2 separate regions of the Zea mays genome follow, and region 1 is linked to region 2. A link is a contact called in public Hi-C data. All regions are on one chromosome and are shown on one strand. The core of a region is the stretch at or near the end of the contact, and the rest is flanking DNA. Distances in the headings are between cores, read along the strand shown. Region 1 holds the start of LOC103633239 (ABC transporter G family member 43). Region 2 holds the start of LOC103633238 (TORTIFOLIA1-like protein 1).

The links. A called contact is a pair of places that touch in the nucleus more often than the background predicts.
Region 1: a Hi-C map of leaf shows a contact between it and region 2, with 3 times the contacts expected there. The contact joins the promoter of LOC103633239 here to the promoter of LOC103633238 in region 2. A contact is called at or near these places in 2 of 25 Hi-C or Micro-C datasets (ear and leaf).

Annotation. Positions count from the first base shown.
Region 1 is chr7:162,690,306-162,696,550 of Zm-B73-REFERENCE-NAM-5.0, forward strand. LOC103633239 (ABC transporter G family member 43) reads left to right here and starts at 2,405. Exons shown (of 20, transcript XM_008654935.2): 1 at 2,405-2,960; 2 at 3,043-3,163; 3 at 5,253-5,335; 4 at 5,614-5,698; 5 at 5,785-6,075. The coding sequence starts at 2,590. It also overlaps a transcript of LOC100383699 not described here.
Region 2 is chr7:162,548,804-162,554,745 of Zm-B73-REFERENCE-NAM-5.0, forward strand. It overlaps LOC103633238 (TORTIFOLIA1-like protein 1), which reads right to left and starts at 2,808. Exons shown (of 7, transcript XR_002263403.3): 1 at 1,633-2,808; 2 at 103-294.

The DNA.
Region 1 (6,245 bases), core at 1,155-3,654, 140 kb after region 2:
GAAAGTTGAATAGAGGGTTTATCCCCTTATCTAAAGACATCTTGGATGCTACCTTGCGCTAAAGTTTTTCCAGTCTATCCCGTTTATACTAGTTGTTAATGTTTTTCCTTGTGCTTACTTGTAGAGATCTTGGTGGAAGCAATGAATACTTTGAGAAGAAAAATGTAGCTGCAGTGCCTATGTGATAAGCTTATGGATTGTAGTTTTGTTCTCTCTCAAACACTATTTTTCTTCCCTATATGTGTGGATGGAGATGACTATCTTTTATTATCTGTAAAAAATCGTTTTACTTTTTATTAGCTTGGTTGGACATTTGGTGCCTAAACTTTTTATTAGTTTGGTTGGACATTTGGTGCCTATTGTGACAAGCTTATGCAGTGCCTATGTGACAGTTGTTGTTTTCTGTGAAACACGTTGTATCATGTTCTGGTTTCTGAAACCGTTGAATCTGTATAAACAATCTGTTGTTTGAAACTGTTTGGTTGGACAGTTGGTGGCTATCGTCTGTTTACAACTGTATAAATAATATGCTACATGTTGCATGTCTAAAACTGTCTATATGCTTTATTATCTCCCTAGGGAAACTTCTAAATAGCAACTGGAAAGTTATCCTATGCAGGGATATCCCACACCAGGTGGAGGGGGATTGAATTGTCCAAAAAAAAATTCTGGCACCCGATCACTTACCATGGGTTAATTTTGTGGCTGCTAAACTAGGCCTCAAAGAACTAATGTCCGATCAAGAGTGTTCTGTTATACACCGATCGACGTCGGAGATCATCTGAACGAACCAGAGCCGATCGTCACGGACGTTGCTGGCTTTTCTTCAATCACGGGGCTTCACGGTCACAGGCACAGCCACAGCTGCCGCCAACTTGCGGGAATTGCCTCAAAAGCCTTCAAGAATTCCAGAAGCGCATGTTTGAATTCCGTTCCCAGTCCTCCTCGGCCCGGCCGGGGAGTTGGGTCCCGTGCTCGTTCGTTCGCCGGTCGTCGTCTTCTCCTTCGACTCTTCGCGGCACTCTTCTTGTTCCATTAAGAGATTTTTTTAGGCGTGGCCTTTCTAGAAGCTAGCTAGTAAGAGAACCAGTCTTCGTGACTGGAAGGAGGAAACCATATATTAATGGCAGCAGTAAGGCGAGGCGGATTCAGGTATGCAGCTTTCAGTCGACACGTGAACGTGATAAACTGATACGCATGACTACGTGAGCACCGCGAATCAAGAGCTAGCTATAGGCTATAGCAAACGCAAGCCATTCTATCTAGAAGGTCAAAAAACGAGAATATATATCTAGGACGCTAATTAAATTGTTTCCAGCTGGGGAAAATATATCAAATTAAAGGCAAGGCGTTTGTATCTAGAAGGTCAACTATTGAAAATAGCCAGTGCCGTGCTATAAACTACTCCCAAAGGCGGATCAGTTTATCTTATAGTCAAGTATGTAAATTATGAACTTTACTATATATTGCGGCGATGCTAATTTATTAGGACCAGGTATAATATCGATCTTTTTTATATAAATCTAATCAAATTCAGGATAATTTGACCTTTCTTTGAAGGGAAGTATATAACTACATTAGAAAAAACATATAAATGAAAAATACATAATACTTTATCTAGATTCTCTCATCGTCGTCCCAGGTGACAAGATTCCAATCGAACATTAATGAATCTAATGAAACTTATTTAATGTATTAGTGTTCGTTTTTTTAAAAAAATCTATCAAACTAAGGAGGTGTTTGGTTTCTGGTACTAATTTCTAATCACGAAACACAGTGACTAAAATAGATATAACCTCTCTTTTAGTCTCTGAGTTTAGCAATTTAGAAACTAAAAGAGACTTAAATGGTGTGACTAAAAATTAGTCAAAAAACCAAACACCCCTAAAGATATTGAGTCACCACTGTGTATTTTTTTTCTAAGTCGACGCGTGTGTGTACTGTGTATAGACAGACGTATAGTTGAGTGTATTATGTATAGGAAAGCGCCTTGAATCAGTGATTAATAATAAGTTACTAACAACCACGTTCTAGAATGAAGACGCGTGGCCTAGCTAGGTTGTGTGGATTCTGCTTAGATTTTTTTTTAATGTCGTCGCCGTTCTTTAGTCATTCGTCTACACGCCATATGCCACACACAAGTGAACTTACGCAGCAGCAGCAGCTTAATCAACTGACGACTAGGTAGTGGGGGCGTAGGGGTATAACTTGGATGACTTGTCGTTGCATGACTTTTATTGCTTACAGATCCGACTTAGCTTAAACCATCCTGTCAACGGTCAACGACGGCCGTGGAGGTAATTGGTAAGGTATCCGGCCGGCCGATCACTCGGTGGATCCGTCTCTACGTGTCTCCGCGCTACTCGGCACAACTATATATATATATGACGCAGATACAGGATCCTCCCTTCAGGGTTGTGCGCCAACCAAGCAAGCACACCGCTAAGCCTGCTGCCGCCTCCTCGCGGCCCAGCAGCATCAGCTAACTAACCCGCCCGCGCGCCGTACGTGCGCGCGCCTGCAGCTGCTCACAAGTCACAGCTAGATAGTAGCTACTAGCTAGGCAGCTAGGAAGAGAAGACGATCAGCATGGCGGGGGAGATCGTGGCACCGTCGGGGAGCCGGCGCAGCTGGCTGTCGGCGGCGTCCATCTCGCGGTCGCTGCACGCGGCAGGCGACCCGGACGACCCGTTCCGGCGGTCCCAGGCTAGCCGCGACGACGGGGACGACGAGGAGAACCTGCGGTGGGCGGCGCTGGAGAAGCTGCCGACGTACGACCGCATGCGGCGGGGCATCATCCGCAGGGCGCTGGACGAGGGCGGCGCCAAGGCGGGCGCGGACGAGGTGGACATCGCGAACCTGGACCCGCGCGCCGGGCGGGAGCTCATGGAGCGCGTCTTCAAGGCCGTCGAGGACGACAACGAGCGCCTGATGCGCCGCTTCAGGGACAGACTCGACCTGTGAGTACTCGTTCGTACTCCTGGGACGCTACTAGCTGTGTGCGTGTAATCAACTGACGAATGCATGCGTGCATGGTTGCAGGGTGGGCATCGAGCTTCCGCAGATCGAGGTTCGGTACGAGCACCTGTCGGTGGAGGCGGACGTGTATGTGGGCGCGCGCGCGCTGCCCACGCTGCTCAACTCCGCCATCAACGTCGTCGAGGTACCTTGTAGCCAACCTGCTCCACCTCTCAGTACACGCACAGGCAGCAGCAAGCTAGCTAGCTAGCTGCCGGGGTCTGGCCGGCCTCTGTGGTACGTACGTTAGCTAGCAACAGCACACGTACAACACATGTGTAGGCATGTCTGATTGGCGCTCCTGGCCGGAGCTAGCTGTTAGACGTGTGTCGGCTATAACGAATCATCTGCAGGCAGCAGGCAGCACGCAGCAGGGCACTGGCTCAAAAAATGCACGAAACGAACAACTAGCATGCGTATGCATGCATGCAGTTCCGCAGGACTCGTGTTGCTGCTCTGATCCGCCGATTCGTACGTGCGTGCGTGTCAGCGTGTGCGTGCGTGCGACATGTCGTCCGGCCTGCTCTGCATCCTTCCCATAGGCCATAGCTGATACTAGTACTCCTATATCTCCGTCGTCGCATGTGAAGGAACGGTCACGGGTTAGTCAATCACGTTTTTTCGAGGCTGAATTTTCTTTCGCACATGCATGACGACTAGCTGTCTAGCTTAGCGAGCTAGGCGCCAAACTCTACCCGGCCGGCCGGTTAAACAAAACCCGCCGGCCGATATGATTGAACGTCACCTCGTCGTGACTCTTGATCCGAGCGAGCCTTGACCGAATCACTTAACAGATCGATGCTTGTCCATTCCTTCCCGCTCCTGTGGACAGTGACAAGCGGGAGCGGGAGTACAACTATTCATTTAGGGGGTGTTTGGTTGCCCCTGCTAAAGTTTAGCCCGGGTCACATCAAGCGTTTGACTTTCAAATAGGAGTATGAAATATAGACCCAACCAACTGGACTAGATTCGTCTCGTCTTTTAATCTTCGGCTGACAAATTAGTTTTATAATCCGACTACATTTAATACCCGGAACGGAGGTTCAAACATTCGATGTGATAGGGGCTAAAGTTTAGTTTGGGGTAACCAAACACCCCCTTATTGTCATTCCTCCGTCCCTGTCGTTGCGCGCACGTGTTCTCAAACATAGATAGCCCTCTCTCTTTGACCACGAGGGATGACGGCCATGGGGAAGGGGATGATGTGTGCAGAGTGCCGCATAGCTCGGACTTGGAAAAGCATTACTCTATGTCCAGCAAATTTTCTATCACATTTTCTATTTCAAATTTCTCTCTACAAACAGTTTTACGTCTACTACTTTATACACTCTACTGAAGACAATCTTGCCATTGTCGCACAGTTTACTCACCCTGCAATCTGAACTATAAATAGCGTTCAATTCCACTCCATCTGCACCCTGAAGCCTGGATACTGCACGACCAACTAACTAAACACGCGCTAAGGATCCAAATGCCCCTTCCTACATGTCTTGAGATGTAGAAGTAGAACTTTCAACCACGGACTTTTCTTTTCTCTTTCTTTTTTTAAAAAAAAAAACAGAGGGACACTTCTGGAATGGTGCTGGAGACGAATAAACGTTTTGAGTACGGTGATAGATAGAGACTAGTACTACTACAAGATATGGTAAAACACATTTTAAAAAAAGGATGTTCATGCATAACTTATGCATTGACGTACGCTTATTGCAAAACTGCCAAAGGCAACAAATAGCCTGCCTGCACTGATTGAAAAAAAGGACACGCACAAATGATAGAATCCTTCTTCAAAATCATGAGTTTTTTAGAGTACAATTGATTTGTAGGCATTTATATTACTCCAAAATGTCCATAGTCCCAATCAGGCCCGGCCCAGAATATATGAACATTCCGCATTCCGCTTCCCACTCCTCCGGCGCCGGCGCCACACTCTTCCTCGCGCTGGCCGCGCCTGTGGTCTGTGGAGCCATGCGACGGGATCCTCCACCGTCCACCGGCGGGGCGGCGACTAGCCTCACCGGGGTCCGGGGGCCACGGAGATGCGGCGGTCTCGCCCCGGTACCTCCGGCATTAGTCCACCAAGTCACCGCTCCCGCGCCGTTCCGTTGGGCTGGCCCGCGCTCTTGCCCTCGTTCCCCATCTACTCTCGTCTGGGGCATGGCCGTGCCTGCGGGCTTGCGTCATCACGCTCTCCTCGCCGTGGCTGAAATTCGGGTGTCCATGATGGTTTATCGCAGGGGCTCGTCAGCAAGTTTGTTTCGTCGAACAAGAGGACGATCAATATACTCAATGATGTCAGCGGGATCATCAAGCCATCGAGGTACGTTACAGATCCTCATGTCGATCTCGCTCGCTTATATATGGAGCATTCTAAATTAACTGTTGCTAGTTTAGATTGAGATACATGAATGTCAATAAAAGGGGGGAAAATGGTTCATCTAAAATCGCAACCTCTGCTTTACTTTGTAAACCTTATACCTGCTACATGTATCTGAAGCTACTTCTTAGTCTTATGCTGTTGTTTCTGATAAACAGATATACGTTTTTATTGCTGTTTGTTTCAACTTTTTTTTTTGGCATCGAACTACTATATTTCAGGATGACGCTTCTTCTGGGCCCTCCGTCATCCGGGAAAACCACACTTATGCGAGCTCTAACCGGGAAGCCTGCTAAGAATCTCAAGGTTGCATGTTTATTCATGTGGCATAATATAGCTTCTTATGATTATGCACGCAGGCCATATGCCTCATCACTTGTTTGCTGCTACAGGTGTCTGGGAAAATCACGTACTGTGGCCATGAGTTTTCCGAGTTCTATCCTGAGAGGACTAGTGCATATGTCAGTCAGTATGATCTACACAACGGGGAGATGACTGTAAGAGAGACAATGGACTTCTCCAGAAGATGTCTAGGCATTGGTGCCAGATATGATATGTTGTCAGAATTAGCTAGACGGGAACGAAATGCTGGCATTAAGCCTGACCCCGAGATTGATGCTTTCATGAAGGCAACTGCAGTTGAAGGAAAGGAGACCAATGTCATAACAGATCTTATACTCAAGGTGTGTCCCCGTATCTTCTTAAGTTCACTTTCACGAGCAGATTCTTTTAACCTAGCCTAAAATTCACTCTCATGAGAGTCGAACTCAGGACCTGAGGGGTGCTAACCAACTCAGTTAGAGGTCTTTCGCTTCTAACTACTCTTTTTATGAAGTGCTTTCATAACAACTAT
Region 2 (5,942 bases), core at 1,558-4,057:
ACATATGAATACAAAAGTATGTATATTGTGGTTGTCTGAAAAGGTTTCATGAGCAGCAAGAGGGCCTCAAATGTAGATAGAGCACAAAGAATTCTATGTTACCTTATCAAAACGGCAAGCTTCAAGAGCAGAAATGGTTGGAGCTATTCCGTCACCTATCAAGTGACCAGAATGTGTAGCAAAGACACATAATGTATCAGCAGCTGCTTTTCTAGTAGCCCAATCGCTATTCTCAAGGCAGTCACGGATACTTTGGAGTGTCTGCGGCATATTATGGGAACTGATTGCTCCCACCTGAAAGGTGAGATATGAACAGACACTCAAATTATGAAGCCAAATAGCCATGGTGATAGTTCACATAATACCATTGTAGAATGGCATAACCGCATACGCACAACAAAACAATACTAGCATTGATGGAAATATTGTCATGATAAAACTACATAACGCTCCTGAATCAAGTAAAACTACATAAGGCTCCTGTAGGTTTAGCACTGAAATCTTATATGAATATAACCAACAAAACTCAAAGAGGTGAGCTGGAACCTTAACCTTACACTAATGATAAGTAAAAGTAATAATAAAACAAAAGTCACAAGTATAGTACAACCCAGCAAGCTACATCTACATGCTACTATAAATCAGAAATCTAAAAAAGATATAGAATATATCTGAAACACCCAAACATGCTACAATACTGTCAATCAAAAGACTAATGCATGACCACCATACAGCATGCTCATACAGCCAACAAGTAATATGATAGATAAAAGGACTGTCTTCAACTGTCTCAGATAATGCATAAAATAAATCAGGGAAAACATTTTAATTGAAACTCTAGTATATACCCGCCATATCTGTGTCTCATTATCCATGGTCAAACGAGAGAGGGAGGGAGGGAGGGAGGGAGGGAGAGAGAGAGAGAGAGAGAGAGAGAGAGAGAGAGAGAGAGAGAGAGAGAGAGATGTCATAACAAGGCCAATTAAGCTCCTATTTATGGACCTCAAAAAAACACAACAATGTGATATTTTCCATTGTCCATCAAGTCAAACAGAAACAAGTAAACCCAGACTCTTTGTTCTCCAGGAAGACATCAAGCGTTGAAGGTTGAACTTCCACATTCACTAATCACTTTATCAGGAATCACATTGTGATCACAGTGCTTATGCTTTAAAATCCTATCTCCATTTGCCATTCTCAGTAATGTTTCACCAGCAGTTTGAAATTTGCAAGTGTCAAGCGTTCAAGCCCACATTTCTCTGTGAGATACACAAGCTACAGTACCACAAAGCAGGAGTGGACCCGCTGGAAGCCCTAGCCAGAGTAGAGAATAACATTCATAGCAAATTCTTGGCCTGTAACCTGCAGAACAAAACCTTACCTGTATTTTCCATGTCTAATGAAGTTATCAGGAAATGCACAAGCCACAACCAAAACAACATTATGATTCAAACTAAGAACATGAGACCTCAAAATAACCCCTGACCCCACTCTAGAATAAAATCCTGTCTAAAATACGACATGTCCCTTACATGATCAATAATTAGCAAGGCCTTCTAATATCTGGTACTCCTTGAGTAAGATCATGGAACGCAAGGCACTCACAACAAAATTTAGAAAGAGAGCACCCACCTGCGCCAAACTTCCCATGACGCCGAGCAATGCCGCCTTGGCTTGCACGCCGTGCCCACCGAGCAACTTGCAGATCCTAGGACCGAGCTTCCCAAACATCCCGATGGCACCGGGCCCAGGCCCGGCCCCTTCCACTGCCTTGGCCAAGCATGCGGCCGCTCCACCCTGCACCGCTTTACTCTGCTCCCCCATCACCTCGAACAGCGGCTTCACGAACAGCATCACGGTGGCATTGCCCGCCTCGGCAACGCCGGAAGCAGACAGAGGGCGGAGGTACACTGCCGCGAGCTGGCCCGCGACGTCTCGGCACGCGTCGCGAACGGAGGTGTCGGACGCCGGGTCCTTGAGCCGCCGCGCTAGGTGGGCAAGCACCTTGTGGAGGTGCGGCGCGGCAGCGTCCGGGTGCGACGCGCAGAGCGTGGCGAGGAGGCGCAGAGACTCGCGCCTGGCCGGGGAGGCGAACCCCGGGGAGTCAGATGCCAGTGCGTTGAGCAGCATGGGCACGGCGTCGGTCAACGGCGGCGCGCGGATGATGCGTTCCAGCTCCTCGACGGCGATGTGGTGCGTGTCGCGGTCCGAGAGCTTGGCCAGCGCGGCGAGCACGCGCGACTTGAGCTCCACCATCGCGGCGTTCTTCGACGGCGTGGCACCGGCGGCGGCCGACAACGGCGGCGGAGGCGGAGGAGCCGCCCCTACGCCAGCCGACGCGGCGTTTGAGCCGGGGTTCGGCGGCGGCTGCGCTGTGGTAGGCGACCTAGGGTGGGATTTGACGGCAGATTTGGAGAGCGCGGTCGCCATTGCTATGGGAGTCTGGAGCATGCAGCGGAGGGTAGAGGGGGAGGAGCGGGAATGGCGAGGTCAGATTTGAATTGCTGGGTGCGGGGTTTGGGTGCCAATCTGGGGCATTTGATTGCGAATTTGAGTTGGATTCGGTGGGATTTATGGCGTTTTTGGATCGATCACCAGGTTTGGAATTCGGTGTTTGGGTTGATTTGGGAATGGGGTGGTGAGATCTCGCCTTGGGAGCGGAGATGAGATGAGTTGGGTTAGAGGAATCGGCGAAGAAGGGGTTCAGGATTCTTTTGTTTGCTGAGGGTAGTGGGGGACGAGAGAAAGCAGGAGAACTACAATGGTGGACCGGCCTGGCATGGCAGGACTCTGTCCATTTTCTCAATTACGTATTTATACGTAATTCTAAATTATATTTCTTCCTTTTTAATCTATAAGATACTTTTTTATTTTTCTAAGTATATTTTTTATTTTTTAATATGTTGCTTTATTATATAAATAGATTGACTAGAAAAGTAAAACGTCTTGTAATTTTAAATGGAAAGCTAGTGTGTGTATATATATATTAACATTAAAAACTAATAATTAGCTACTAAAAATTAGTTATTAGATTCCAAACATATCAACTAATACCGCAGCTAATTAGTAGCTATCTCACAATCAACAATTAGTTTATTAGTTGGTTCAATCCAGTTAATAATTTATTAGTTGGCTAACTATTAGCTCTAGATGTTTTAAACAGGATCTGAGACTAGTCAAACATGTTAGAACCTAAACTAGCTATCTTTGCATGGTTCGATTGGGCCAATCTCAATTAAATAACAAAATATTTAATCTGTCTTGTGGAAGCCAATGTTCCTGGTAGCTTTTGAAAAACCTTCTGTAATATGAATTAGCCAATGGCATATGTGGATAAATTATTGTGTTTCTCTGAATCGGTATGACGACGGTTCGAAAGGAGAGTAATGTCTCTAAAACCTCGTTATGCATATATAGGTTGCAACAAATCAAAGTTTTTGCATAGCAACCACCCAACTTTTCACCATGTTTCTTTTCAATAAATGCTAAGAGACACGCTATTTAAATTGGCTTCGCCCCCCTCCTTTACCCATGTGGGACTAAAATTCAACACTTTCACCATCACCATGCATGAATGAGCCTTTGAGATTCTAAATTTTATTATAGAGTAAATGAGACAAGCCTTGTAAACTTAAAAAAAAGAGTGATATGTTCTTCTATGTTGAGTGACCTTAGGCTCTTTACATCCCTGATGTCAGCGTGGCGACGTTGACGGTAAGATCAATGTCTTAGAAACCTCACCCTACTGAAGAACCTATATGAATTAAGGTGAATTGGGTTTTTGAACAGTGATCACATTGACTACTCGATGGGTTAACATTCTACTATCATCATCAAGCCTTCATACTCGGTCTCATTACCGACTACACTGGAACGATGCCCATTATAATAAACCATGTGTTTTTCTCTAGCATATGATGTTGATTTAATTTGTTATAAGATGTGATACTTTTTACCATGTGTGCTTTATACCTAATTCATTTAAAAGTTGCTTTAGAAATTAATTAAATCATTAAAATGCAGAATTTTCCAACATATACCATTTTGATTACCGGTAACACGCATTTGCTATATAAGTTTAGCTGGCGGTGTTAACGGTGGTCAATGGCTTGATGCACACATTTTTCTTTTTTTATTATCTCCTCCAGCATATAGTGTACACATGTAAAATTAACATAGACTCGGTTCATTCGGAATTCGTAGTGTTAAGTTAACCGATTTGTAGTATTAAAATATATGAGCAGGTCTAATTTTTATACCACTATATAATCCATCAATTTAAACTTTACAAAACTCATCCTACCAAATCACCCATACTCCTAAACTCCACTAAATACACATAACAAATCTCACACAAACTTAACTGGAATTTTCAGGTTTAGCCTAATTGAAAGTAGCTTACAAGGGATGAATAGCCTAAACCTGAATTGGGCTAAACCTGAAATTTTCACCACAAACTTCGAAAATAATGTCATATAAATAGCTAGTGCAAGCTAGTTCAACCGCTATTAAGGCCGGTTGAACCACTCTAAAACCAGTCCAACTGCGAGAATAGATCTAGGCTAAGAACAACGTGAAGACATAGTGAGAGAATCTCTCAAGATAAGAATGCAGGGGATAGACTAAGCTTAGAAGGTGAGAAATATGGGAGGAGCACCTCCATAAGATCCACACACCTAGAACAACACTCGATGCATTCCTTGCCAAAGATAAAACACAACAATTGAATATAGGCAAAAACACAAGACATGATATTTATCCAGAGGTTCGGCCATACCACAAAGGTGTCATACTCCCTGTTGTAGAGCCCACAAAGGTCTGGGTCTTTTTCCAACCCTAATCCTCCACAAGCCGACCACAAATGTCGGCAAACTCTTTTCTCAAGTCGGCTCAAAGAGCGGGTGATACAGACTTCTCAAATTTGGATACTCACAAGCGACCTCAAACCGTCAAGTAACTCGATGGTTCCAAGAGCAACAAATTCGCACAAGAGGTGTTTCAACAAGCTCAAGATATGAGAAATGGAGGAAGAGAGGAAAACCAAATCCGTGAGTCACGAACTCAAACCTCACACCAAGGGCCCTTAAATCGAGGAACAACTAGAGTAAATGAGGAGAGAGGTAGGGGTATTTATAGAGGTCCCTCAAAAGGTGCTGACAGTTTGAACTTATTACGTGGGAAGCAGTTGAACCGTCCCCAAAACCAGTTGAACTAGTTTTGACCAAAGCCAAACCAAGTTCAAAAAGTTTAGTTTGACTGGAAGTCAACCAGCAAAACCGATTGAACAACCCCCTAGAACTGGTTCAACTGCCTAGCTTGTCAGTCTGCCAATCTGACTAGTAGAGAGAGGTCATAATAGCTAGTCTGACCCTGACACTGGTTGAACCGCCCCGGGGCTGGTTCAACCGATTTTGAGCAGAGAGCTCCTCTGCTCAAAACAGGTTGAGCTGCCTGTGAGGGTATGTTCAACTGCTTTTGAGCATGGAGGTTCTCTAACCCCCAAAACCCCACTCCAGTTGAACTCACAGAGTGCCCAAAGAGTTTGATTTTCGAAATAGCTTTTGAAAGTGAGATACTTGAGCTTTCCAAACACATTTACCTTGGAAAATTTCTCTTAAAAGAATGGTGAATCCTACGACTCAAGAAATATAAAATTCTTAGAGTTGATACTCCATCTTTCTTTACAATAACTGAACATACACTAGGAGCAAACTTATTAGAAACTTTATTGATTTTGTCATTTAATCACCAAACCCCTCAATTGAGTTTGATTGCACTTACAATCTCCCCCTTTTTGATGATTGATGACAAAACAAATAAAGTTGAAAAAGATAAAGCTTTTACAATCTCATAAGCTTATGAATACTTGTGTATGTGTGGCTCTCCTAAATGTGTACATATGTGTCGGTGTTTCGAGACCGGGGGGTCCCTGGGCCGACGAG